2 separate regions of the Zea mays genome follow, and region 1 is linked to region 2. Evidence: chromatin contacts called from public Hi-C data. All regions are on one chromosome and are shown on one strand. The core of a region is the stretch at or near the end of the contact, and the rest is flanking DNA. Distances in the headings are between cores, read along the strand shown. Region 1 holds the start of LOC100381661. Region 2 holds the start of LOC100216785 (Galactosyltransferase family protein).

What was found. A called contact is a pair of places that touch in the nucleus more often than the background predicts.
Region 1: a Hi-C map of leaf shows a contact between it and region 2, with 2.1 times the contacts expected there. The contact joins the promoter of LOC100381661 here to the promoter of LOC100216785 in region 2. A contact is called at or near these places in 3 of 25 Hi-C or Micro-C datasets (ear and leaf).

Annotation. Positions count from the first base shown.
Region 1 is chr4:181,520,348-181,523,116 of Zm-B73-REFERENCE-NAM-5.0, reverse strand. It overlaps LOC100381661, which reads right to left and starts at 1,396. Exons shown (of 15, transcript NM_001318231.1): 1 at 1,231-1,396; 2 at 241-342. The coding sequence starts at 258.
Region 2 is chr4:180,797,639-180,800,481 of Zm-B73-REFERENCE-NAM-5.0, reverse strand. It overlaps LOC100216785 (Galactosyltransferase family protein), which reads left to right and starts at 1,514. Exons shown (of 1, transcript NM_001143184.1): 1 at 1,514-2,767. The coding sequence starts at 1,632. The coding sequence ends at 2,663. LOC100272769 reads right to left here and starts at 81. Exons shown (of 10, transcript NM_001147222.1): 1 at 1-81.

The sequences.
Region 1 (2,769 bases), core at 147-2,646, 720 kb before region 2:
ATGGAAAGAATATAAATACATAATGGGCAGACCAAGTGCTGGAGGGTCCCGCATGAGTGGGGTCTGAAAAAGGGGTAAATCGAAGCAATCCTTCCCCCACAAATGCGGAGGCTGCTTCAAACACATGACCTAGTGACTCAGTGATACAGCTCTCACCACTACACCAGGCCTGCCTTTCAACATGAATACATAATGGTGGCAAGAAAACCCAATGGCAAGTATACTTGTGCAAGTACATACGTTCAGCAAGCCCGACATTTTGAAGACAACAAAAGAATCGGTGACTCAAGAGAAAATGAAGATTATCCACAAAAAATGCATGATACAGCAAACCCTTCCAACCTGAAACAGAAAAAAAGGATACATTTATAAGTAGTCGGTACAGTAAGGGAATCCTTTGAAAAAGAAAAGTACCTTTTATTAAAACGATTTGAACAACATATAACAAGTGCAGCAATGAAAATGAAAGGCAGACATTATATTCAAGTTAATCCATAGATCAGTTGGTTGTTACATATCTGTCATTCAGTTCAAATGACATGACAACAACAAATCTGTTTAGTCTCAAGCAAGTTGGGGAGAGCTAGAGATGAGAACCATCAAGCCACATCAGCAAAAAGAAAATTCATAAAAATATATAAAAGGGTCACTTAAAAACGACAGGAAATATTAAGCTAGAAGGCAACCGTTCGAAAATTAAGTAGCTACAATTCTCACAATTACTGCAGAAATTTTAAATACTAAGAGATTAGTCAGGCCAACCTTACAATAGGAAACAGACCATGTGCCAGCACAATATGGAAACATGCCTATTCTTCTAAACACCGCTAAACATGTAGAAGGGTTATCTGTGTGATAAACCACTGGGTTATTTGGTTAGACTAGTGCATTCCAGAATAACCTGATCAGCGCAAAGCACGACAGCAGCAACATTTCATATGAGAGCTGACGCTGAAACTACCGAACCGTAGAATATAATCCCACACGATCAATTCTTCGCAGGTACGAGCACACAAATCTCCGCGACCTAACACAGGAAAACAAAGAAAAATTCCAGCGAACATATAACACGATCCCACTCCACATCGGCAATCGCTGGATGAACGAAAAGAAACACACGTAGAAAAGGATCGAAGGACGCAAAAAGGCGGCAGGGAAGTCGTATGGGAGCGGGATCGCGGGGTACGTGTCGGGAAATTAGGGCAAACCATGGGCACGGGGCATCCTTACCGAGGGGAGGCCGTGCCTGTCACGCGGGAGGGGGGGAGATCGGGTTCGGCGGCGGCGGCGGCCGCCGCGCTCGGCGGATCAAGGGGGAGGCGGGGAGCGTCGGGAGAGGGCGAGACGTTCGGCGTCTGGCCGTCGGCGAGGGCGAGGGGAATCGAAAGTCGAAACTGACGCGGATAGACGACGGGGAAGGGAAGCTGAGGCCGGAGGGGAGAAGGGACAAGGACAAGTGGGCTTTGATCCGTTACAGATGAATGGAACAGGTTGGAGGATGGGCTGCGCGGGCTGAGTGGGCCGGTATGGATTTCTTTCGAGGCGGGGTCGAGGGATAAAATGGGTCTGATCTGGACGGCTGTCAGTGTGTGTCAGATCAAGAGCATCTCTGAAAGTCACATTATTATATTTCAACTTTCAGGCCACTTTTAAATGTATTATTCTCACAACACAAAAATAAAAAATGCATGATTAGATTTGTATATAACTTAAAATCCTATATAATTTCAAAATGCAGAAAATTTCTATTTCGACCTTTGGATGCAAAAAATCGCAATAATTGCATGAGAGATATACATCTCTACTACTTATTAAGGCGGTAAGGGTAGCCTGTCGTTCTGCCATTTTGCGATCTCAACCATCCAGTCTACCATTCTATAATCTCAGTCGTACGATCCTACATTTCAGTCTCGTTCCCTGATCCCACACAACGGTGCCGCTCCTAGATCGCGCCCCGAAACCGTCGCCCCCGGCCTCCCCTCCCCCGGTTCTGGCTGGCCACGAACTCCGCCCCCCTGCCCCTACCCCGATTATGCCGCCGTCGTCCGATCCCACCCGCATACGCTGCTCCCCGCCTCGAGGCTCGTCGGAACGGACGCCTGGATGTCGCGGCTGCAACCCACCGTCGCGCAGGGAGGCTCCGCAACCCGCAACCCAGAGGATGCACGGAGGCCGGAGGGCATGGGGGAATTCTTGTTGAGGTCTATGCATCAACATCTTCTTCAAGGTACACCGCCGCCATCCCAATCCCTACCCCCAGATTGAGCCAGTACCCCTTTTTCCTTCTCTGAATCTCACCCTCTGCTTCCTTCGTTCGATGTCACGCCATCAGTGCACAAGCACCAGCACAATGGCGGTGACCTTGCCCTTGCCACTGTCCGTGGTTGGTTGAGTGAGTGAGTAGCTTTGGTGTTGGATTAATGTGGGCTTGGCCCAAATTAATATTCAATAATAGTCAATGCTAATGGCCCACTTTAATGCTATGGTGTACTAATTATTTAGTACCATATTGGAAGTTCAAAGGACAAATCAATCAACTTAAATAGGTGGACCATTGGTGCATCTATTGAGAAGTTGAGAAAAGGATGAAGGACTGCCACACGCGCGTGCGCGCGCCGCCGCCGCCGGCCGGGCCGTGGCCCCGTGGCCGTGGCCGTGGCCGTGGCTGTGGCCGTGGTAGATCGGACCTTGGTCCGAATATTCCTTTCAAACGGTTTCGCATTTTGCCTGGAGCGATGACCGTCATGATAACCGACGTCAGTTACTGTC
Region 2 (2,843 bases), core at 265-2,764:
GGGCGAGGGGATTGGAGGTGCTTCCCGTCCGGAGTAGTTCGACGGCGTTTTATCGGTGTTCTTTCTTTACACTTGACCAAGGGACCTTTGTACACCGTGTGACTGATCGATCGGACGCAGCTAGATATTGCTTTGCCTATCGTACACCGTGGGATTGGATAAGTAACATTGAAAGATATTAAGCTTGGAAATGTACATTTTTTTTTTGCTATATAACATCAAATTATCACAGTATTTCTATATGTCATGACTGCAAAAACATACAATACAAGAGAGACCTAAGATTAGATTAATATATGATGGTCGACATATTAACATATCATTAAAAATTCTATAATGACTCTTTAGAAACAATTTATACGATATTGTTAATGTTTGTTTGACATCAATTTAATCTATTTGGGTCGGCATATTTATAATAATATTATATATTTATATCGTCAATATAATATTAACTGTAACACGAGTTTTTCATATCATAGTGATATTTGTCGTTCCGTATATATATTTCATACTATTTTTTTACTCTCGTGGCTCGGTGACTGAACGAGCTCGGCTCGGCTCGGCTCGACCTTGGCTCGCGAGCCGGCTCGGCTCGGCTCGCGAGCCATATTCTGGTACTTATCGTTGCATTATTTGGTGAATTAACATTATATATTCATCATCAAAGACTAAAAAATGAGCTATTATCCATAAAATTATCTAATATGCATTATTATTCCATAAATTCATCATTTTTTCAAGGCTCGCGAGCTGGCTCAGCTCGGCTCGCTACAAAAACGAGCTTGAAGAAGAGGCTCGGCTCGTTCGAGGCTCGCGAGCCGCTCCGAGCCGAGCCGAGCCGCTCCGAGCTCGAGCCGGCTCGCGAGCCTCGAGCTAATTTTCCAGCCCTAACGAGCACATACTTAGTATACATATAGGTCCATTTATAAGCCAACCAACCAATAGAATACTAAATTATACATGAGTTATTATAAATAGTGTAAAAAATTATTATGGCATATCCTTAACAAAATCCTAGGCCCGCTACTGCGTACAAATCACCTATAAACAATATAATTTAACATATAAATCTCTTATTTTACGTGATCAGCTCCCACACAGGCCAGCTGCTATGTGCTAGCCCAACGCCCCAGCCATCCGTTGACGTTGCGTACCACATGGCACTGCTTTGGCCTCCGCATGGGGCGTTGCGATTATCGCAGCCAGAGATGGCACGCGAAGTTCCAAATCCCCGGAAGTACGTCCCCAATTCGTTCGTTAATTTGTTCTTCACGCAAGGTGAGTGTTGACAAATCGAGCCACGCATCTCGCTCACTGCATCTGCATGCAAACGTCGTCATTGACCCCACCGGGCTACGTTACGTTCGCCCGAGACGAGACCTCGCATGCCGCGCCTACCTCTCCATTCCCACGCACGGACTCCGCGCCTCACCCTCGCCAACCTCTAGGCAATAAAGGCGTCGCCATTTCCGTGCTGGCTAAGCTTCCCAGTTCTCACCACCGGCAAAAAGAACCGACTCTGCTTCCCCTTCAGCTGCCTTCCATGTCAGTATAGCAGCCTACCGTCATATCAGGCGACGACGACTGTGTGTGCGCTTTTTTATCTGCCTCATTGCCTGCAATTCGATATGCCACCGCCGCCGCCGAAGAAGAAGAATTTGCTCAAGTCGTTCATGGGCAACGGCAAAGACGCGCTCCAGCAGGTCGGCACGAAGCAGAGGCACGGCGGCGGTGGAGGCGGCCTCCCCAGGCTGTCAGCCTCCAGCAAGGCGCTGGTCCTCCTGCCGCTCCTGCTCCTGGCCTTCATCTTCCTCTTCGTGTATCCCAAGGAGTTCGAGCTGCAGGCGATGCTGAGCGCGTGCGGCCCGGCAGCCGCGGAGCCGGCGGCGGTCCGGAAGCCCGAGTTCCGGCTGCTCATCGGCGTGCTGACCCGCGCGGACCTGTACGAGCGGCGGCACCTGCTGCGCATGGTGTACGGGCTGCAGCTCGCGTCGCCGGGTGGGCTCGCGGCGCACGTGGACGTCCGCTTCGTCTTCTGCCGGCTGTACAAGGACGACCAGCGCGTGCTGGTGCCGCTCGAGATCCTCGCCCACGGCGACGTCATCGTGCTCGACGGCTGCGAGGAGAACCTCAACGGCGGGAAGACGTACACGTTCCTGTCGGCGGTGGCGGCGCTCTACGCCGACGAGCCGTACGACTACGTGATGAAGGCCGACGACGACATCTTCCTCCGCCTGCCGCAGCTGGTGGGGTCGCTGGGCGGGATGCCCCGGGAGGACATGTACTACGGCGCCACCATCCCCTGCGATAGCATGGACCCGTTCCGGGAGTACATGGCCGGCATGGCCTACGCGCTGTCGTGGGACCTCGTGCAGTGGATCGCCACCTCCGACGTGGCGCGCAACCACAGCGTGGGCACGGAGGACATGCTCACCGGCCTCTGGCTCAGGATCGGGGGCAAGGGGAAGAACCGCTTCAACGCCAAGCCGGCCATCCACGACTACCTCAACCCGGTGCCCGTGGACCAGTGCGAGCACGAGTTCATGCCCACCACCATCGGCGTGCACAGGCTCAAGAGCAACCCGAGGTGGGCAGAGGCGCTCAAGTACTTCAACTTCACGGCAGGGCTCCAGCCGTCCAAGTTCTACAAGATCGACTAGCAACCTACCTCTCCTATCTACTACCGTAGTAGTAGGGATCGATCCATCGGATGCATGCATGTATGCGTTGCTTAATTTTGAGGGAGAATTTATGATGTATACACAAAAACAAATATGTTTTTAAATTTGATCTGTGTTCTTCTCACAAACTACATCTTTCCACTTGTTTTTTTACCGTGT